Regions from separate parts of the Mus musculus genome. Here regions 1, 2, 3, 4, 6 and 7 are each linked to region 5. Evidence: chromatin contacts called from public Hi-C, HiCAR-type and HiChIP or PLAC-seq data. All regions are on one chromosome and are shown on one strand. The core of a region is the stretch at or near the end of the contact, and the rest is flanking DNA. Distances in the headings are between cores, read along the strand shown. Region 1 has its middle 21 kb from the start of Arntl. Region 2 has its middle 17 kb from the start of Gm33659. Region 3 has its middle 3.7 kb from the start of Gm33659. Region 4 overlaps Tead1 (TEA domain family member 1). Region 5 overlaps Gm39070 (a long non-coding RNA gene). Region 6 overlaps Tead1 (TEA domain family member 1). Region 7 overlaps Tead1 (TEA domain family member 1).

The links. Hi-C and Micro-C count contacts between places; a contact is called where the count stands out from the background. HiCAR-type assays count read pairs that join an accessible place to other places. HiChIP or PLAC-seq counts read pairs in DNA pulled down with a chosen protein or histone mark.
Region 1: a contact with region 5 is called in an H3K27ac HiChIP or PLAC-seq map of trophoblast stem cells, with 10 read pairs. The contact joins two enhancer-like sites. A contact is called at or near these places in 4 of 115 datasets of contacts at active chromatin or transcription factors (embryonic stem cells, extraembryonic endoderm stem cells, pancreatic cancer cells and 1 more).
Region 2: a contact with region 5 is called in a HiCAR-type map of fibro-adipogenic progenitors, with 3 times the contacts expected there. The contact joins two enhancer-like sites. A contact is called at or near these places in 3 of 115 datasets of contacts at active chromatin or transcription factors (extraembryonic endoderm stem cells, fibro-adipogenic progenitors and pancreatic cancer cells).
Region 3: a contact with region 5 is called in a FOXA1 HiChIP or PLAC-seq map of pancreatic cancer cells. The contact joins two enhancer-like sites. A contact is called at or near these places in 4 of 115 datasets of contacts at active chromatin or transcription factors (the NIH/3T3 cell line, extraembryonic endoderm stem cells, fibro-adipogenic progenitors and 1 more) and 1 of 9 other capture datasets (embryonic stem cells).
Region 4: a contact with region 5 is called in a FOXA1 HiChIP or PLAC-seq map of pancreatic cancer cells. The contact joins two enhancer-like sites.
Region 6: a Hi-C map of the N1E-115 cell line shows a contact between it and region 5, with 4 times the contacts expected there. The contact joins two enhancer-like sites. A contact is called at or near these places in 7 of 484 Hi-C or Micro-C datasets (the 3T3-L1 cell line, B cells, the N1E-115 cell line and 4 more).
Region 7: an HNF4G HiChIP or PLAC-seq map of pancreatic cancer cells shows a contact between it and region 5. The contact joins two enhancer-like sites. A contact is called at or near these places in 2 of 115 datasets of contacts at active chromatin or transcription factors (extraembryonic endoderm stem cells and pancreatic cancer cells).

What each region holds. Positions count from the first base shown.
Region 1 is chr7:113,185,217-113,187,916 of GRCm38.p6, reverse strand. It overlaps a transcript of Arntl not described here. Among named protein-coding and RNA genes, the nearest start is that of Arntl, 21 kb to the left of the region's middle. Within about 2 kb of position 1,311, at least 109 of the 459 cell types and tissues checked have an H3K27ac peak or open chromatin away from gene starts, as enhancers often do. A contact at or near this core is called in pancreatic cancer cells and trophoblast stem cells, where this site is marked.
Region 2 is chr7:113,167,433-113,170,397 of GRCm38.p6, reverse strand. No RefSeq gene overlaps it. Among named protein-coding and RNA genes, the nearest start is that of Gm33659, 17 kb to the right of the region's middle. Within about 2 kb of position 1,532, at least 40 of the 459 cell types and tissues checked have an H3K27ac peak or open chromatin away from gene starts, as enhancers often do. A contact at or near this core is called in fibro-adipogenic progenitors and pancreatic cancer cells, where this site is marked.
Region 3 is chr7:113,146,425-113,149,407 of GRCm38.p6, reverse strand. No RefSeq gene overlaps it. Among named protein-coding and RNA genes, the nearest start is that of Gm33659, 3.7 kb to the left of the region's middle. Within about 2 kb of position 1,452, at least 142 of the 459 cell types and tissues checked have an H3K27ac peak or open chromatin away from gene starts, as enhancers often do. A contact at or near this core is called in the NIH/3T3 cell line, fibro-adipogenic progenitors and pancreatic cancer cells, where this site is marked.
Region 4 is chr7:112,719,121-112,722,096 of GRCm38.p6, reverse strand. All of the region lies in intron 1 of Tead1 (TEA domain family member 1), which reads right to left. Among named protein-coding and RNA genes, the nearest start is that of Tead1, 41 kb to the right of the region's middle. Within about 2 kb of position 1,271, at least 151 of the 459 cell types and tissues checked have an H3K27ac peak or open chromatin away from gene starts, as enhancers often do. A contact at or near this core is called in pancreatic cancer cells, where this site is marked.
Region 5 is chr7:112,203,106-112,206,002 of GRCm38.p6, reverse strand. Gm39070 (a long non-coding RNA gene) reads right to left here. Exons shown (of 3, transcript XR_001778349.2): 3 at 2,011-2,113. Among named protein-coding and RNA genes, the nearest start is that of Gm39070, 4.9 kb to the right of the region's middle. Within about 2 kb of position 1,547, at least 94 of the 459 cell types and tissues checked have an H3K27ac peak or open chromatin away from gene starts, as enhancers often do. A contact at or near this core is called in the N1E-115 cell line, the NIH/3T3 cell line, embryonic fibroblasts and 3 more, where this site is marked.
Region 6 is chr7:112,867,631-112,870,358 of GRCm38.p6, reverse strand. All of the region lies in intron 9 of Tead1 (TEA domain family member 1), which reads right to left. Among named protein-coding and RNA genes, the nearest start is that of Rassf10, 85 kb to the left of the region's middle. Within about 2 kb of position 1,413, at least 59 of the 459 cell types and tissues checked have an H3K27ac peak or open chromatin away from gene starts, as enhancers often do. A contact at or near this core is called in the N1E-115 cell line and embryonic fibroblasts, where this site is marked.
Region 7 is chr7:112,824,909-112,827,892 of GRCm38.p6, reverse strand. All of the region lies in intron 2 of Tead1 (TEA domain family member 1), which reads right to left. Among named protein-coding and RNA genes, the nearest start is that of Rassf10, 130 kb to the left of the region's middle. Within about 2 kb of position 1,487, at least 183 of the 459 cell types and tissues checked have an H3K27ac peak or open chromatin away from gene starts, as enhancers often do. A contact at or near this core is called in pancreatic cancer cells, where this site is marked.

The DNA of each region.
Region 1 (2,700 bases), core at 62-2,561, 980 kb before region 5:
TTGTGTGTGTGTTGGGGGGCGTATCGAATGCCCCTTTCACAAGAGTTACCTAAGACCATTGGAAAGCACAGATATTTATATCACAATGTATAACATTAGCAAAATTACAGTTATGAAGTAGTAACAAAAGTAATTTTATGGTTGAGGGTCACCATAATATGAGGAACGGTATTAAAGGGTCACAGTGTTAGAGAAGTTGAGAACCCTTGTTTTAGGGGATATTTTACATCCAAACCAGAACAGGGGCCTTGTAGACAACATCAAAGGGACTTCCAGGGAGGGCTTCTGTGGGGAGGCAACCTTAAATAGAGACCTGTGGTGATTGGATAGAGCAGTGTGTGTGTGTGTGTGTGTGTGTGTGTGTGTGTGTGTGTGTGTGTGTGTCTGTGTGTGTCTGTGTGTGTCTGTGTGTGTCTGTGTGTGTCTGTGTGTGTGTGTGTAGGCCATGCAAAGCTATGCAGATGAGCAGGGCTTACTCAGTTGGTGGGAAAGTGGAGAAAGTGGAGGTTCCAGTAGAGAACCAGGCAGGGTAGGTGGTAAGGGGCCCAAAGAGCATGGGAGGAGTCTGACCTTCAGAAAGACTCAGTGAGCTCCACCTGTCCGTTTATTCTGCTCTTATAGAAAGTATAGAGAACCCAGAGATCTTGTCAGTGCTTTCTGGAGAACAGATTGGAGAGACACGTGAGAACCAAGTGAATTCACCATTGTCTGCCAGTATCTTCTTGATGGAATGCCTTCCTTATCAGGACCAGTATTCTTCCTTTTAGCCTAGATCACTCCACAGCACAGTTTTGAGGAATCTCGGGCATCAGTAAAAGGGCAGTGAGCGTCAACAACACATGGCAAGGCTTCCTAGGGACAGTGGTGAGTGGAGCTTATGATCACCTACACGCACCCCTCAGCCACTCTATTGTCAACTCTCTTTCACAGGCAAGGAAAGAGAAGTGAATGGACTTGCCCAAAGTCATGCAGCCTCCAGGAAGCAATCAGTAAATAAGGGGCTCACAAAGATTCCCAGTAAACCAACAGTAAGATTGCATCTTCCCCTCTGACCGTACCCATTGCAGAACATAAAAACTATACAAAATTATGTCGGATAGACGATGAACATTCCTCATTATTTGGCCCCTGGAGTTCATTGTAGTTTGTCACTGTAGTTTCTCAGGCCACGAAGCAGCTGGTCCTTTCTGAAGTTCACTCAGAATCAGGGCAGATGGGGTCACTTTCTTCTATCACACTCCCTCCAGGAAGTCGGTGCTGGCTACAAAGGGAGCCACACCCATCGGGAGTGGACACATCATCACTGCTCAGTAAGCAGGGGGTAAAACCCCACCCCTGCTGACAATAATAAACCCAGTAGGAGGAGGGCCAACCCCCTTCCCAACAACTCAGCAAAAGAAACAGATCTGGTTGTTCTGCCCCTCGGGTGTCACGGCTCAGAGTGTCATCGGATGGGCTCAGAGGCTCAGCCCATCCCAGCAAAATGATATACAGGTGTCCTTTTATAATTCCAAAGAAAAATAGAGGAGGCACTAATGTTTTGCTAAACCCTATAGCACAAAAGGTGGCTTTCCAGGCCAGCTAGGCCACCCTCACTGTCAAAACTCATTAGCCTTCTGGGTGAACTAGCTTGTCTTTTTTTAGGACCGGAAATCAAAAGGGAAGGCTCCCCTCCTATTCCAGGCGTGCCGGAGGAATTACTCATGCCCCTTAACCTATGACTCACACAGGAGTCTAGGAGAGTGTTTCCAAAACAGGCCAACAATTAGAAAAACAAAGCAACTGATATGTGACAGATAGTTGCCCCATCTGGGTGGGTGGAGTGGGGTCAGTACCTAGGTGGGATGCGCTTTCCCAGAGCAGCCACTGGGCAGCAGACAACAGTGGGCAGAAATTGGGACAGTCTCTGGAAGTAGAGATCCATGCTTGTTTTCAGAGTTGTGAGGGGTTCAAATTCACTGACTTTGTGAGTGACTTGAAATTATGGCATCTTTCTCTCCAAAAGTCTCAAGGGACCAGCGTGCCATCTCAACGTGCTGTCTGGCTATCTGCAGGTTCTGGCTGTTCCTCTGAATGGCAGAGGCTTTCCCAAACTGAAATATTAAGTCAGTGAGAAAGCACAGCTTAGGAAATAGCTCAGTTGGGAGTGGATAGTCTCCGGGGCAGGTGAGAGGTCGGCTTTTTTGTGGCTTCTCTGGGAAGGACTCTGAAGCCAAGTCTTAGCTCTGTCTCAGCTGAAGGCTTCTCCTTGGCAGGGCTTGGGGGTGTGCAAGGGCATCATCAGGTCATGGCCTCACTACCCAGAGTCTCATCCCTGGAGATAGGGCAGGTCCACGGGGTAGTGGGGGATGAGCAGTGATGGATGGCTCTGCTTTCTCTGCTGCACTGATCTAAAGTCAATGATATAAGAGACCAGGTTGGGGGCTAACGGGGAAGATCTGGACGAAGATCTACAGAGGGTCTCAAACAAGAGTTTTGCCTAGCTTCTGCTATTTCACCCAGCAGCAGAAGGCTCTTCTGAAACCCAGATATGCTCACCTCTCTCCTCTCAGAGTCCTTTAAATTAAGGTACACACCCTCCCTTGAGAAAACCCAGTGGTATTTCCAGGCCAGGCTGTCCTACAGTCCTTGACACTGATAGACTCTCAGCCTCATTGCCAGCCATGCCCTGGACCTCTAACCACATGGTCCAGCTGCTTC
Region 2 (2,965 bases), core at 283-2,782, 960 kb before region 5:
GACAGTTATTTAGAATGAGGCTTTAATGATAGCAAGAGGATTGGGAAAAAACAGATGAAGTGATTTTAACACTTGTGAAAGGGCTAGCCTAGCTAGCTAACACCCTGGGGTTTGTGGGACATTTAAGGCAGCGGCAAACCTCCATGCTCTGGAGAACAACCCGTGAGCACCTCTGTGGCACTGACCTCCTCATTTACTCCTGGAGTTGTCTGGCTGGCTCTGCACAGGTAGGTCTAGCCTCAAGGTGGTTGTGAGAACAGCAAACTCTTATCCACATGGGCCACGAGTGACTGTAACACAAGCAGAAAACACCCACGGGAGAGGGCCATAGCATGGCAAGCTGACTACTACGATTGGATTAAGGCCTAGTGGCTTGTGGTCTGCCTGGAGAAGCAGCACTAGATTCTCTGTCCAGTCTCCAGGAAACCCTCCACATCCTTAGGAGACCACCATTGCCTCTCACGTCAAAGGCTGTTTCCAGCTAGGACAAGTAAGACATGTGGCACCTGCTCAGAGAGTCATGAATGACTTGTGTGTGGTGTCTAAAACATCTCAGAAGTCAGTGGATGTGTCTTTGGAAACCTCCAGAAACTTCCATGATCTTAGACATTACCTAACAGATAAAATATTTGGGTACCCTAGTTCAAATGTAGGTTCAGTGCTCTAAGGCCAACTGCTTTAAACACAGCCTAGTTTGCAATCTTTTGCCAATAGGCTTTGAGGGTTTTTGACTTCAGGCTATCTACTGCATTATTTATACCATGTACTCTCACCTTCCCCGAGAGCCAAAGCTTAGTACACATGAGCAGTATGCTGCAGACGAGCCTGACTGTTGTATGCTCACACTGCCTGTTAGTAGTGCAGCTGGGGTGTGAGTCAAGCCCAGCCTCTTGGAGACCAGAACCTGAACTCTTGCTTGTGACCAATGTGGAAGAAGCCAGTGATTAGCCACTTCATGCAGCTGCCTACCTGGAGGACACAGCTTATAGCTAGAGGGTACCGGATAGGAGTCTCCTTTCTTCCTTTCCTTTGATCTGAGGTCATGCTGTGTGAGACCTGACAATCTCTAACTTTCCCAAAGTGCTCAATCTCTCTCTTTCTCTCTCTCTCTCTCTCTCTCTCTCTCTCTCTCCCTCACAAAAGGAGAAGGTAAACTGGTTTATATTCTTTGTAGGAACAAATATACACAAAAATCTATTGGGAAAAATTAGAATATGTCCGGACAGTCAGACACATATCTATGAACCCAGCACTTGGGAAGAAGAGTCCATAAGACTGAGAATTCAAGTTCACTCCGAGCTACACAGCAAGATAAAGGTCAGCTGCTGCTTCATAAGCCCGGTCTCAAAACAAAAGCAAAAACAACTAAATAAGTGAAGGAAAGAAGAGGAAAGAAAGAGGGAAAAATGAAAGTAATAAAAAAGAGAAAGATAGACAAAAGCCAGCCCCCTGTCTTTCTAAGCAGGGATACTCCAGTCCTCTTAATGGCTACCGAGTTTCTGGTACATCTAGCCAAGTGTGATTTGCAATGAGACGTTTAATATAGCGCCACTCCTTTTCCTGACTCACTAAAAATGAGATCATCTTGAACATCAGACTAAAGTAAGGAATTTCCAAACTGAGTTTGGCATTTGGCTGTTCTATCCTAATGTGTCTGCATCTCGTCTTTGGTAGAACAAAAGAAGGTTCCCAGATGGTGAAGCGACCTGGCCAGACAGCACAGCCACGCAAAGGGCTACCACCAAAAGCTCAGCTTCATGTGATATGGGCGCTCCGGTACAAAAGCTCTGTTCACAGACCTGCACCGTGCCATCACCCTGAGACTGATATGGACCCACAACAGGCACTCTAACCACGAGGACTTACTCCCCATGGGCAGAGTGGAATCTGGTAGCAGCACCCAGCCTAAAAGGAGCAGATCTCAAAGCTAAGAGTGAGAAGAAGCAAAACAGAACGGACGCGCTTCCCTGGAGACAAGCATCTCAGTTCCCATGCAAAGGAGGGATATTACAAACCATTTAAAATTAGAGGCTATAATTAATGTTAAGCTAGTTAAAAATGTGAAACAACAATGTAAAGATAAAAGGCAAATAATACACAGAGAAAATATTTGCACCAAAGATCATTCAACCGTATGATACATGAAGAACTCAAACCTTAAAAGGAAAACAAACCATGGGCTCCATGAAATGGCTCAGTAGATAACGGGCTTGCTACCAAGTCTTCAGACCCGAGTTCAAGTCCAAGGGCCCTCATGCTAGAAGGTGACCATAAGTTCCTGCAAGGTGTACTCTGACTCCTACACAAGTGCCATGGCACTAGCACCTCCACACCCCCACATGTCACCCCTAGTTCCATAGATGAGGAGTAGGTTTGCACCCTAGATATCTGAACTGACTTAGGGTTCTTTGAGCACAACGCGCTAGGGCCCAGGCTCTGGGTTCGGGTCATATAGCTTCTGAGAGGATGACATTGCATGGTGCTAGATACATTGTTTCCACTATTGCATGGTGCCAGATACATTGTTTCCACTAAAAAATATCCAACAAAGAAACAAACAAACAAACAAAACCTGGGAGATGGTAATTTTGTCTAATTCAAGTTTGGTTGTGGCATTTTGCATGTCAAAGTAAGCTGCATGCCCACACATGGCAATCTCCCAGGAACACTTAGCAGTGACCATAACACTTTGTGGGTTGCTTTCTGTGTCTCCATAGCAATTCTGATGACCAGCGTTGATGCACCAGCCACATACATCATTCATTTTGCCAGTTAGTCAGATCTGCCCTCTCCATGGAAAAGTAAAACAAGGGCTCGCCAGACATCCTGGCAGGTGAAGGTGCTTTGTCTCACAAGTCTGGTGATGCAAGTTTGAGCCCATGGTGGAAAGAATGCCATATGCACTCTGTGGCACAGGGATGCACACATTCCAACATGCATGGCATTCCCTAATCAGAATAAATAA
Region 3 (2,983 bases), core at 203-2,702, 940 kb before region 5:
GTTTGGAATGGAAAGTTGCCCTGACCCCATATTTCTTAAGAAGGTAAAAGCCAAGCATATGGGATTTCTAAATAAAGAGGGACTTTTGTGAGGAGAGTGGCTGTCATTCAGCTCTCCATTCCCAAAGGGCCCCAGGCTCCCAGGTAGCTGACATCACCAGCCTGCACCAAGCTTAGCCAGGAAGACAGGTCTTAAACCATGTCTGACTCATGAAGGAAGCCAGCAAAGGACCTAGATCAAGTCTACAAGACCATTCCATCCTGCCCTCCGGTACATGGCATGTGTTCATCAGAAGAGGAGAGAAGGGACAAAGAGGGAGAAGAAAGGAAAAGAAAGGGGAAGACACCCAATAGGATGCAGAATTCAGCCTTCTTGAACTCCTGCAAGACTAGTAACATAACAGCATTATGGAAGTGTTTTAGAAGAGGATTCTGGGAAGGAACCTCTGTTTCAAAGGCAGCTCACTAACGTGACTCATCAAACCACCGTGAGCCATGGAGAGATGCTTGAGAGAGCAGGCGCCTCTCTGAGGAAAAGTGCGTACTCCAGTGGTAGACTCGCTCACCCAAGGCTGACACACTTCCCTGGAAGAACAAGTTAGCAAATGGTGATTATTTCAAGTCACCCACACCCAAGAGACACCTTCTCGGTATGTGGTTGTCCTTAAGGGACATCATTAAACTCTGGTGTTCTGTAGCCCAGTTGGTCATCAGATAAATCATCAGATTTCCTTGGAGGAATATCTTTTGTTTTTTGATTTTTAAAAAAAATAGACAATGTGTGTGAATATGTATGTATGTATGTATGTATATGTGTATGTGCATGTCTGCGTGTGTGTTTGTGTGTGTGTGTGTACAGATGGGGTGTGTGCACATGTATGAATGTTTTCCTGCCTTCCTTTTTTCTTTCATATATACTTTTTATCTTTTGAGACGGTACCTCAGAGCACAACACAAGCTGGATTTGGACTTCGGATCCCCTTGCCTCAGCCTCCCAAGTGCTGAGATTACAGACATGCCCCATTGCCCAAGGCCTTGCATGAATGTACTCTGGTTGTCTTGCTGTCTGCCTCTCTCCGGGACAGAAACTCTTCTAGAAGCCCTTTTTGAGGTCAGGCAGGCCAGCTGTGTCTTGTGGATTTTTGTACCGCAGACAGGAAGGTCTCCATCTGGCTTGTTAATGACAACCACATTTTCAAAACCTCAGACTGGGGCCCAGTGTCTGACCAAGGCTGGGCTTCTACTTCATGAATATAATCATGTGCTCTTTTCACTAAGGGATAGAATGACATCACTTGTCATTAGCCTTTTGCAGAGAATTGTGACAGGATGTTGGGACCACCAAGAACTCAGTGACAAGTGCCTTTGGAACTCCCTTCCAGAGACAGTGATTTGGGAAGCTGGTGCAGTCCTGACTCAGGCACGAAGCTTCTATGCCTCACAGACCGAAGCAGCCTGGGCGACTCGGCATAGCTTAGGGTCCACTGTGGCTAATGAGCTCACTCTTGGGCTGCCGGCCCGGCCCGCCGGTCTGCTGCAAGCTGCCAGCGTCTCAAGCTGTGAATCAGCCTAGGCTGACACTTGATTCAGCATGGCCAAGGAACCTTGGGAACCTCCCCAAACCTGAGCACTTTAGTCCAGAGCTGGAGAGTCACAGGGAAGTCTACCCACCCCAACCTTCCTCTGCCTCCCAGCTACCCTGCTCTTCTGAGAGATTAGAATCCCTGCCATTGTTCTGAAACCCTTAGTTCCACCCACGGTGGCCCTGCCCTGTTGAGGAGGCTGTGGGCTTTGGAAAGGATTCACAAGCGCGCACACACACACACACACACACACACACACACACACACACACACTGTTTCTTTGAGATCCCACTGAATTAAGCTCCTTTGTCCTTCACTTAATTCCAGGGGAGTTAGTCAGCATTAATGGGGTGGTATCTCGAGCTACTTCCCTTTCTGCCTGGAAGTCCACCCACAAGCTTCTTCCAAACGCCACAGGTTTTGTGCCTATTTGTTCTGTGAGTTAACTCTTAAAGGACCTCACAGGAAGAAGAGAAGGCAGCGATGCTCTGAGGGCCCTCATCAGGACCACTGCACATTTTATCCATTGACTCTTTACTGCTGGTGCTGAGGTAGAAATTATTATGCCATTTTCTCGATAAAGAAGCTGAGGCCAGATAAACTATGTTCTCTCCTCCACTCAAGGTCACAGAATTGAGAGTGGATCCTATAATCAACTGAATCCTTACGCACAGGTCCTTAATGTCTAATAATTTGATACCACCAAGTTGGCAAAAGTGTTGTCTGAGGATATCTGTTTCTCAAGTGGCTTTGGCTTAATTTTCCTTAGCATACATTGATTGATTGATTGTATTAGTTGGGGGAAGGTTTTGTGCCACAATAAGGGTGTGGAGACCAGGGGACAACTTTCAAGAATCAGTTATTTCTCTCTACAAAGAGGCTCTCACGGATCCAACTCAGGTGCTCAGGCTTGTCAGCAAGTGCTAATTTTTAATTTTAATTTCCTCCCCAAACCCGTCATTTTAGGAAAGCTGTTGACTCAGTAGCCCTGTTCTCAGTCACAGAGTAACATTTTGTGCCGTGATGACACATGGCACAAACTTCAGGAAGGGTGCGGTCACCCGTGTGACCGAGCTACATGTCAGCCTGGAGACGGGGAGAAAGCTCAGAATTGGCCCACTACTGCCTCTTCTTGTGGTCCTCAAGCTTGCAGTGTCTGTCTGCCATGCTGGTGCTGCCTACCCTCCCTGCCCGGTGTCCACCACATTCTCCAGTTTCTCTTTCCCCATCCTACTGAAACTTCCAAACCAATGCATATTCAGATGGCGTCATCTGTTCTGAAACCTTCCTCGGCTCCCAGACACATGCAGTCAACAAACCTTTCAGAGGGTCTTGAGAGGCCTCCTTGGCAAGCAGCATCTGTGGATATGCACTTTGTGCACCAAGTTTAAGCCACTGAAG
Region 4 (2,976 bases), core at 22-2,521, 520 kb before region 5:
CTCCCAGCCCGGTGGGAGCTCAGCTGATTATTGTGGGCATGCATGGGTTAGATAAGTGAATAGTATCCTCAGAGTCGCTCCATCTGTAAGATCCCCATAGCTCCTTCTGGCTCAGTTAGGATAACATGTTCATGTCTGTGTTGCTGGCACAGGAGACAGGTGCAACTGGACGCTGACACTTGGCCCTCTGCAACTGATTCAGTACTTAAGTATACTTTACAATGCATTTCTCAGACCCATAGCAGACTTTCAGCTTTCCCCCATACCCATTGGTTCTAAGGGGTCACGGTCTGTAGTCCAGCCCAGGCTGATCTCGAACACAGGACAATCCACCTGCCTAAACCACATGAACTGCAGGTACGCTTAAAAGGTAACTTTTAAGTATCTTGTGGTTTCCAGCTAGCCTACAGAACTATAGAAATATACCATAAATATATATAGATATATAGATAATCTCATCTAATTCTTAAACTGCAATGGTCAGCCATTTATGAATGTTTTATTTCATCCTTAGAATATCAGTGTCATGGAAAGATCTTAAGGTCAAGTTTTGGACATTTGGCTTTCAAGGTCAGTACCTTCCCTTGTGATTACAGACACATTATTTTAATCTCTACCCATCTCCATTTCCTCATCTCTAGAATGAGGAATAAAACAAATCCAACTCACAAAACGTTTCAATGTCAGAATATCCCAACTGGAAAGTCAAGAGAATAGTCATTTTAGTCCACATGCCTCCAACTTAGAAAATGCAGTTTTCCTGAATTAAGTAGCAGTTATTAGATAAACTGCTATAGTAACTGTTATGTCAGAGTAGGTGACAGAATGTCACTCATGATAAACAAGGCCACCACCAAAGCCCAGACCCAGAGACACAAAGGCCAGAGGAACCCCAGATACACTTGCAGGCTGAGAGCAAATGGGCTGCAAACGTTGGGGCCTCCTAGGCAGGCCTCACCACGTGATTCACGATAGGACCCCAAGAGAGGTGGTTGTGAGCATGGTGTCTGCGGCAACAGAAATGAGCCAACCTGGAGAGTGAGCAGGGAGGGGAGGCTAGGAGTTCCCCTTCCAAAAAGGGCAAGAGGAGCCCTGCCCCAGTCCAGCCAGTCGGGCCAGGCAGCCCACAGGGAGCTTCCCGCCTTTTTCTTCTTCTTTCTTCTGCATGAACTTTCCCAAACCAGCTCTGCCTGTTTCACGCAGGAACCCGGCTTGCGAGTGCACATTTTATTATTTCAGAAGAAAGCATCTGCAGCCGGCTAGTGAGTCATCTGTAAGCCTTGTCAATCTGCCAGCAGCCTGCTCCTCTTCATTACAAACGTAAAGATAAAAGCCCTCACTGCATTAGCCGCCATCCGCCTCCACAGACAGCACAAATAAATTAATTGTGCCTCATCGCAAACAGCGGAGAGGTGTGCAGGAGGGGGGATGGGCTCCGTGTTTCATTAACAAATTAAATAGCAACAGAGCCACCGCACACCCGGCTACACTGCCAACTTTAGATTCTCCCACCAGGCAAGCACCCGGCCAGCATCACCCAGGTAGAGCGGCCACCATTAAGTGAGGGAGGAGTGAGGGAGGGTTGGAGGAGAGGGCGGCACTGTGAGGCCAGACCTAACCTTGGCATCCCCAGTGCAAGCCTGGAGCCCAGTCACCGAGTGCCCGTCAGACGCTGAGTGCTGCTGTGGCAAGCCCCCCCCCCCTTGCAGGGGGTGTTTCCACAGTTCTCCCCAGGCAAATAAGCAAACCAGTTCTGGGGCCCTGGTATGCATGGCCCAGTGAGAGAGCCTGTCATCAAGGCGACGCTGTCATACTGAGGATAGCAAACATTCCAGAAAGAACAGGGTGAGTCAAGACCAACTTGAAAAACACGTCAGACTCCCCCATACTACCAGCTAGGATTACACCCTCAAACACACCTCTCTGAGATTTCCTGCTTTAGTCACAGGCTATTTGTTACAATGCCGCGATTCTCTTCTCAGTCTATAGTACATCATTTAGGAAAGCTGCGTTGTGAGAGAGTTGAAGGCGTGTGACTAAAAACCATTCCTTTTATGTTTTTATCTCCAAAGACACAAACATAGTGCATGGGGGTGGGGACAGGAAATGGGAGCGGGGCGGGGGGGTGGGGGGAGAACAAAGAGAAGTCTAAAAAGAAGAGGAAAAGACCCCCAACTCTCCGAATGTCACCCTATTAACTCGTGACCTGTAAGGAAGTTAAGATCACAAACAGCTAATCCAACCATAAAATATGTCCAAAGTATTTATTATACAGATGGACATTTGGGCTCAGTTGTTAATTTAGTTGGTTTGTATTTTATCTGTAAAATCCCGGAATCTAAAAAATTCTACATAGGGGGAAAAAAAATTGACCTGAGCTAGCTAGCTAGGAGCTGCCCATAAAAAGCAAAGGAAATAAAAGCTTAAGAAGAAGAATAAGTCAAGCCATATGCAACCTTTCCACGATCCAAGAAAGAACTGAACACGTGCACCCCTGACCCAAGCCTTTGTAAAACACTCAGCATCTGCAGTGGGCCACAATGTTGCAGCACAGTGGAGCTCCAGACACTCCTCTGGAAAACAACTTAGGAGTCAGTAGCCATTGAGAACTAAAAAAATTCTTTTGTCTTTTAACTCATCAAATCCTGCTTCTGGAAACTGACCCTAAGAAAATAATCTACAATCACAGTAAGTCTGCATCTCAAAGTATCATTTATTAACATCATAAAATCGGGGGGGGGGGGAGGGGGAGGAGAGACATCTAAATACCCAACAACAAAGAACTGGGAAAGTAAACTCAGTCAGTCTGTAGGATGCAGGGTGAGACCATCAAAAGTCATCCTGAGAAAGACAGCCATGAGAAAAGCATTTGCTTACGGTCTCTGTGGTGGCAAGCCTACAGATACATGACAAAGCACTTCAGTGTGGGGGTCTACTGGTTATTTTAAAAGAGCTCTCTTTTTTTTCTGCTCTTTT
Region 5 (2,897 bases), core at 298-2,797:
ATCCAAGGCCAATTCTCTTGACTTGCTCTCTACTCCATCACTGGATTCAGGCTGCTAGGATCACTGCAGCCTGGCTTATAGAGGAATCTGAAGCAATCAGAAGAGATTTTCTTAAAGTATCATCACCTCTACTTTGTGCTTCTCCGGGATCTTATTTTTTTCTTGTAACTGTGTCCAAATACTTAACAAGAATGCTGAACATCAAATGGGACATCTATATCAACCCAGCCCTACCCTGTCACCCACGCCCCAAGGCTCAGGGAACATCACAGAGGAGGATGGGGGGGGGAGCTCTGTTTTATGCTGCCATCTGGACGTGATATGGCGACTGTACTTGTGAACTTACATCTGCTGTCCTTACCTGCACAGGATCAAACCAGCCAGAGTTTCCCAGGTCCCGCGCCTTACTGAAGAGCTATTAGCAGTTGATAGTTGCAGTAGGCCTCTGGGCAGAGGGCCTGGAGGGTTAAATGAAGGTTTCTGTATGTGCTCTGCAGTTAGTGATACAAGGTACAAAGAGGCTGCCAGGTGTTCCTGTGACCATGGGCCAGATGTATGGTTTCCCGTGGTGATGGACTATATATCCTCAAACTGTGAGCCAAAACACCCACCCCCCACTTAAGTTGTCCCTCCCCCCCCCAGATATTTTGTCACAGTAATGTGAATCAATCTTCCTTAAGGATGTGGCCCCACTATACATAACTCACTATACTTAGTAGGTTATGACCAAAGACATGAAGTTGAGAAGGAATCTACTGGAAAAGGATATGGAAAGCCACTAAAGATCCACTTCCTCCTTCTAGACCATGGCCCCTATGGGCTCCACAGTCTCCCAAAACAGAGCCACCAGCTGGAGACCAGGTGCTCCAGCACATGAGCCTATGAGAAAATGTTTACATACAATCCGTAATAGCCCAAAGCAAGAGCCTTCACCCTCTTGAACTCCGAATCTCAGTCCTTCATGCATATCCTAGTATATCACGTCCCTGTGAATCTGGCTTATCCAGAACCACAGACAATCTTATTGGCAGTAAGCAGGGCTTGCTTGGTGGTCGGCTCCGGGAGCAGAGCTGGGTACACTCAGTGTGGCAGCTGCCTAGGAGGAAGGCTCACTTCCTGGATGATGCCTCAGCTTGCTTGGGAGCTGTATCTCCTCCTCCTCCCAGTGTGTTAATTCCATTTCTTCCCAAGTGAGTGTTTTTAGGACATGAGCTAATTATAGTGTCTCCTAAGTCTTTTGCAGTCTGTTTCCTGTTCAAGTACTGCATTAGTCACCAGCAAGAGTCCAACAAACTCCTGTCCCTGCCTGATCTCAGCCACTTGGAACAAGGGGACTCTGGAGAGACTAGGGACAGATCCCAATGGGGAGATAGGACGAGGGGGCTAGACACTGGCTGGGGGGGGGCAGCGGCACAAGGGAGAGTCTCCTGTGCCCCATCCTCTGTGGCCCTCTTGGTCCTGGAGTTTGCTCAGCTGCAGAGGCTGCACAGCATCTCCAGTCAGCTGCATAGTTTTGCTATTACTTGGTGACCTATTTGCATCTTTGCTGAGGATTTCCTCTCAGGCCATATACGGTGATTTCACTGCCTCACAAACGGAGGCTTCCTGCTGCAGCAGTGCTCAGGATCCTTCGCACATGTCCCATCCTTGCCTTTAATTTAGTTTGTGCAAAACAAACAAACAAACAAACAAACAAACAAACAAACAAGCAAGCAAACGCCTTCATACTCAGACCTTCCCATGCATGGCTGGTCCCAGGATCTAACCAGTTGCATTTGATGGGAACTCCCTGCCTCGCTGACTTTTGTGCTCACAGGCGCATGAGCAGCTCCTGCACCCAGGGAGGAAGAGGAGACTGGGCCAGGGTTTGACAAAGCTCCACCTCCAAGCCCTTTTGCTTTCCTGTGTCGTTGCTCCTGCTGTCTCTGGCCTGGAATGAATACCTTGGACCAGGTGTCAAGGTATCCATTGCCAAGACTCTCCATAAGGCCACTGTGTTGCTTTGGCTGTGACAAAATGCTTGACAAAAACAACTTGAAAGATGGGCCCGTTTATTTTCATTTTGGCTCACTCCATCATGATAGGGTGAGCCAGCTGGTCCAGCATGTTGCATCTGCAGTTAGGAAACAAAGAGAGATGAATAGCTGGGGTTCAGCTAGCTTTCCCCTTTTTGTGCAGTAGGATTGGTGCCATCTGACATCAGGGCGGGGCCTTCCCACCTCAGTTAACTGTATCTAGAAAAGCCCCTTACAGACGACACACCCAGGGGGTTGTCTCTTCAATTCTATGTTCTGGAAAGCTGACCATCAGTATTACCCATCACAGCCACCAACATCTTCTGGCCTCCTTGACTGTTTGACCCACCTTTAGCAATCCCTGGTGAAGGAGGGGAGAGCAGGGCTTCCAACCTGAGTCCTCCAGGGACAAAGGAGGGACAGGAAAGGGGAACGTTCTAGTTGAAAACCACATCTTCAGGTGGCCAGCATTCTAGAGACTAAACTCATTCGAAATTGGCTTTACCACTCCCCAGTCACCCCAAAAGGGGACTTGTCCCTTGAACAAAGCTTCTGGGAGCTGTGGAGATGGCTCATTCCACGCTGTCTCCCTTGGAACTTTGGCTTCTGATGCCAACCTCGGGTGGGCCAGGTAAGTCAGGGAGTATCTGATCTGTACCAGGAAGCTTTCTGGAAATGCATACTAAAAGCGAGCCTCTAAGAAGGTGCCCGAGCTCGCATCATCCTCTGTTCCCATTTGGAGCTGACATGCAATGGGTACCTTGAGGTAGACAGGATGGAAGAAAGTGGGTATGAGCCTCATTTGCCAGCCACTAGCTTGGGCTCAGACATCCCCGGGCTACTCCTGAGCCGTGGTGCATTCCAGCAATCTGGCCCAACTAT
Region 6 (2,728 bases), core at 164-2,663, 660 kb before region 5:
ACAGACAGGAGGTGCTGGAGGGGTCAACAGTCCTCCTCACTGAAGCAAGGTTTCTGTCTTCCGGGTCCCTGCTCCATTTGATCTTCACTGCCTATGGAAACCATAGAGGAATGAAGAGACCTGGACGCTGGAGTTGGCTGAGTTCTCAGTCTGGATTTGCAGCTGATTCCATCCACTTTCTAGAAACTTCTTGGCTGGGGCTTTCTGCCTCTCTACCCCAGCTGCCTCCATTCTAAGGCAGTGCCTTCCCTGCATGAGAATCTAGTGACTAGTGAGAGAATGCACGGAAACTACATTATCAACTGGGCCTGTCCAAGAGTCTGTCATGGATACTCTTTATTCCATGACTGTAAAAGTCCCCGACTTGGGCTGGAGAGATGGCTCAGGGGGTAAGAGCACCCGACTGCTCTTGTGAAGGTCCTGAGTTCAAATCCCAGCAACCACATGGTGGTTCACAGCCACCCATAATGAGATCTGACGCCCTTTTCTGGTACGTCTGAAGACAGCTACAGTGTACTTTAAAAAAAAAAAAAAAGTCCCCGACTTGAGGAGAGACCATCGGTGCACTCCCTCAAACAGCTACGAAATGGAAAGAAAAGCTTAAAACAGAACTGCAGGGCGGGAAGTGCCAGGTTCATCGGGGTGATTCCCACTGTCATGAGGTTATTTACTGTCACTACTGGAGCTGAGGTGGGTTCATGACCAAGCTTCTGATTTCCGTTAGGATAGCAGACTCTAACCCAGGAGGCTCCTTTTGAGGAAGCATAAAAGGCCTGTCCTCCAAAATGAGATGGAGCAGCTGGGGATGTACCCAGTTTGAGACAGTAGATCTCAATGGCTAGCGGGGCTTCAAGGTTTTCCTTTCTCTCCCCAACCCTTTTTCTTTCCTCAATAGGACTGATGATCTATCTTATTTAGGGAATTCCAATGTGACCGCTTCATTTTTGAAAGAAGAAAGAGAGGCAGGGAAGGAGGAAGGGAAGGGGAGGGGAGGGGAGGGGAGGGGAGGGGAGGGGAGGAGAGGGGAGGGGAGGGGAGGGGAGGGGAGGGGAAAACTACAAATAACCCTCTGTGCCCTGGGATAGAGCTGAGAGCTGCACTACAGCAAACCACCTGAAGGTGGCGATATTTTCCTAAACTTCTCCCAAAAATTTCAAGTATTTGAAGAACTTAGTAAAACCTTGAAAAATGACTGCTGTCAAATAATACCAAGAGAAAAATTATAATCCACTTAGGAATTTAAAGAAACCAAGACAAATAATTCATGTCGAAGGATACTAATGTCTAAGCTGAATCAGAGAGAGGACAAATCACCTGCCTTTGCTTCCTGTCACGATCCAGCCTGGACTGTCTGTCTGAACCTGAGGGTTCAGGGTGGCCTGGGCAGCCTTTGATGGCAGGGAGTGGGTGTGGAGTCAAGCCAAGAGAGTGACTTGCAGATTCAGCCAGGAGAGGATGGGGATTGCATGGGTCTCTATGAGGCTGCCAGAGAGAAGGTGAACCAGTTTCCTCCAGAGCTTAAACCCAACAAGCTGCTCGATCCCTTGTAGTTTCAGGGTGTTATACCGGGATGCCTCCTTCCTGCTTCCTCTTTCCACCCAGTGCAGCTGAAGAGACACCATGGCTGAATGAAGGGTAGGCACTGGGATGGCAAGCGGGAGGGAAGCTGACCCGCCAAGAAAAGCAGATGGAGCCTGGCTGGGTCTCTGTGAAATGTCTATAAAACCTGCATTTCCAGATGCTTTCAATTGCCTCTTCCCCAAAGGCTAATGAAGAAAGAGGGTGAGTTCCCAGACCAGCTCAGAGAATATAAACCACCCAGCAGACAGGCTGCAGCCATGGGAAGCTGTGTGCTGGTGTGGGACAACTTAGCATCCTTCACTATGGCGAGAGCTGAGGGATCACACCACGTCTGGCCATCATGCAGAGCCTTGGATGCCACCCCATCTCTCAGGTCCCCCTGGAAGACCACAGAGGAAAACCCAAGAGATCCACCCAGCCCGAGACAACCATCAAACCAAGCGGCAGCACCCTCCTGGAGGATCAGATATACTTTGGGATGAAGTATTCTAAGTGTCAAGGATGCTAAGAATGCACAGGTAGGAACCTTCTATGTATGAGCTGTGCGACCTGGTCTGTGTGCCATCTGAACACAAAAATGACACATATGGCTGGGTCTTCTCCAGGGGTCAATGTGAAGGTCAAGTGAAAGAGAGAGTTGCAACAGAATCTGAAAGGGATTGGCCCAGATGGCCACGCCCCTCAATGAGACAAGGTAAGTGCTCTAGCACCCCCTGCATAGCCTGAGGCCTGGAACCTTCAGCTGACTCAGTACCCATCCTCAACTCTACACCCTCCTCACACAAAGGCTCCTACATGCTGGTTTGCTTTTACTTGTTCAGATGACATTTCCAGAACCAGCCAACGTCAGAACTGCGGTCTGACAAAGGAATTTAACTGGATCTGGGAACTTAAGCTTTTGAAAGGAGCTATAAAGATAAGAAAATTAAATCATCTTTGGGCCTATGTTGGCCCGATTGCTTTACTGGAAGGACTCAGGTTATCTGATGGTACTTCTGTGGAACATCAGTAAGAGCTGGGTCAGAGGCCGAAGTCTCCTGAGAGGATTTGGGATCCCTTAGGCAAGGACAAATGACTCACACGAGCCCAGGATCCCCAGCTCCAGACTCTAGCCACCGAGAAACGAGGATCAGAATGCCGGCTCTGC
Region 7 (2,984 bases), core at 238-2,737, 620 kb before region 5:
TTTTGGATAAAATGACTAGCCTTCACTCTTTCCTGCCTCTGTGGTCCACCCAAAACTGCTGAACAATAATGTCTAAGTTCCTAAGACACCACGGCCTAGGACATCATGACCACTAGAAGGACCTTTTGATCACCAGTTCCTGACTCTCTGGATACTGTACAAGAACTGCCTGGTGATATGGTATACGGATTTGCCCAATTTCCTTGACAAATTCTGGGCTTCATGAAAGCAGGGGCCATATTCTGATTCCAGAGACTACTGTCTTCCTGGCTCACAGCACCTCAGGAGAGGCTACGATCGGCCGCCATACTGATGCTGGTTTCCATCTCTTCCTGTAACACTTTTACTCTGAAGAGCAGCACGGTGGGGCAGAAGAAGCAGTCATCTGATGTGTTCTCTCCACGGGGAACATGAAAGAGCTCCATGCTGGCAGAAGAAGGAAAAGCCAGGGCTCCCGTCCTTAAGGTACAACAGGATCTGGGTGGAAAGACTGTGGAATACTGAACTACCTGTGACTTTCCCTCCCCTCTGAGCGGCAGGTGAGACAAAGGACCAGAGGTAGGATGAGTGTAATAAACTCAGAAAACTAAGAACCTTGTATCTTCAGAATCCATTCACCCATCCGCCATCCATCCACCCACCCACCCACCTACCCATCCATCCGGCCGACACAGGGCCTCCCCACGATGCCTAGGCTGGTGTTGAAAATTGTCTATGAAGTTATCTCTCAGTCTTAAGCCTGGAGTAGTTGGCTGAGAGGCTTGTATTGGGACACCTGGCTTTCCTTTTTTTTTTAAAATTCTGGTGGCCTTCATAGCTTTTAGAAGTAGCATCTGCCCCAATCCACCTGACAAAAAGGTAAGTTGGCCTTTGAGAAAATACTTTCCAGGAAACATCTTTTCTTCACAACAGGTCAAACAGGTAAGAATCAACTCACTAACTCAGGGCCATATGCTGGGTATCCATAATGTTTTCTAAAGATAGAAGGACTATACATCTGCTAGCTCACCCACTACACTCAAGAGCCCATGCGTCATAGCCTTATATGGCTCTAGCCTTGAATTCTGCTTTGTAAAGATATCTCAAAGTGAAATTATCCAGCAAACCCTCGTGTGGATAGAAGGTTCCACAAGTCAACAACCGCTTAAGCAGTTTAAACCAACAAGCAAGATGCCTTCTATTTAAATGCTATGAGCGAATCTATTTTAAGCCTTTAAAAATCCTCCGGGCAGGTGTTTAAGCTGTGTACTGACTGCGCCTGTGGAAGCTCTGGGGTGGGGGATGGCAGGCTCTACTCTCCACGCAGGCAGCGTTTTGTTCAGACAATCTTCCTGCTGCAGGTCATGTGACAAAGGGCAAATAAACAGCATCTGGGGATTTTCAATTACAGACCTTCGCCCAGCATGCCTGCACTGTAATCTCTACCAGATGAGGCCCAGGCCTCCCTATTTTCAATAATTCACACACTGTGTACACAGAACATGACAATAAGGGCATTCATGGTGCGGCCTGATTCGCAGATCAAAGCTAGCAGAGGGCCAGGAGGGCCAGCTGTAAGCAGGCTCGGCTGCTGGATGCTTCGTGCTTTTCACAGGCTTGGAAAGGCTCTCCCCGGGACCTGGCAAGCCGGCCTCTTTCCTGAGTTGTATTGCTGAGCAAACTCTGAACTGGAATGGGGTGCCCTCGGGGACTGCGAGAGAGGCAGCCAATCCATGTGTATTTGGGAATGCTGGGAAAGCCACACAGCTCTGAGCCACTCCAAGAGCTGCCTCCTGGCTGGTGCACGATCAGGGTAAGAGTTCCTAGGACGGGTGGTACCTAAAAATATTCGGTCTAAAAACACTGTATGATACCTGGACAGCCTAAACCAGGCACTGTGTCTTCCCATTTAACCTGCAAGGCCACCCTGAGGACAGGTGACAAAGAGTCTTATTTTAAAAGTGCGTCATAGAACCTCAGGTGTGGGAAATCTAAGATAAGACATTCATTGTTACTAGTGATAGCTCTACAGTTAATTAACTCAATTCACTCACACGTGGTGACCAGTGTGCATTTAGCCACTGTGTATTGCGCACATGCACACACCTTGATGTCTAAACGCACAGGCTTCTCAAATCCTAAACATTCCAGATCCTGCAGAGGAGACTCTAGTAGGGACAGGACTTCCTCCTCCCGAGATTTCACACTATTCACTGAGGGCAGGAACCAGGAGAAAGCCATAATGGTGACTTCCTCTTTGCAAACACACGCTGCTCACCAGCTGTGACTGTAAGTCCTTCCCCCTTTTCTCTCTCATTCAGAATGGTTTCCTCCTAATCACAATAATTCTGAAAGTGCTAAAACATATCAATCGTTGGCTAAGCCTCGCCTACAAAGGGGCCAGCCGGCTGGCTTTTATGGCCTTGTCCGCAGCAGCTGATACTTCATTCAGCGACAAATCCAATTTGGCAGTTACAAGAGGGTTAGCATCCCTGAAAAACTATTGGGGTTGATCTGGCGCTCTGAGTAGACACATGCTCCCTCCCGGACATGCTGCTCTGCGGGTTTGTCTGCGGCCATACTTGGGTGTCTAGAAACAATAGTCTTTCTTGCACCCCCAAACACAACCCCTACGCCTGTACAATCTGATGGTGGTAGTGGTGACAGAGGAGGCAGCAGCCAGGCTAAGTGTTGGTGCAAAGTGACTAGTGGGCTTTATGGATGGACTCACTGACAAGGGAAAGTAGTAGTCACTCTACTTGTCACAGATTCCTAATACTGGGCAAAAGGAGATTGCTCTTAAATCTTTGTGTTTTAGGCCAGCTCTAAAGATGAGAAAATGTTAAGATTTTTTACCATTTGAATAAAATCTGCTTTGTAATAAGGACTCAGAACTAACCGAATCTGAAATTAAACTGCTCTTTCAAACATCAAATCGTGCCCCATGAGGGAGAGCAAGAGATTGACAGAAAGAATATTCATTTTTAAACGTTTACGTTCTTTCT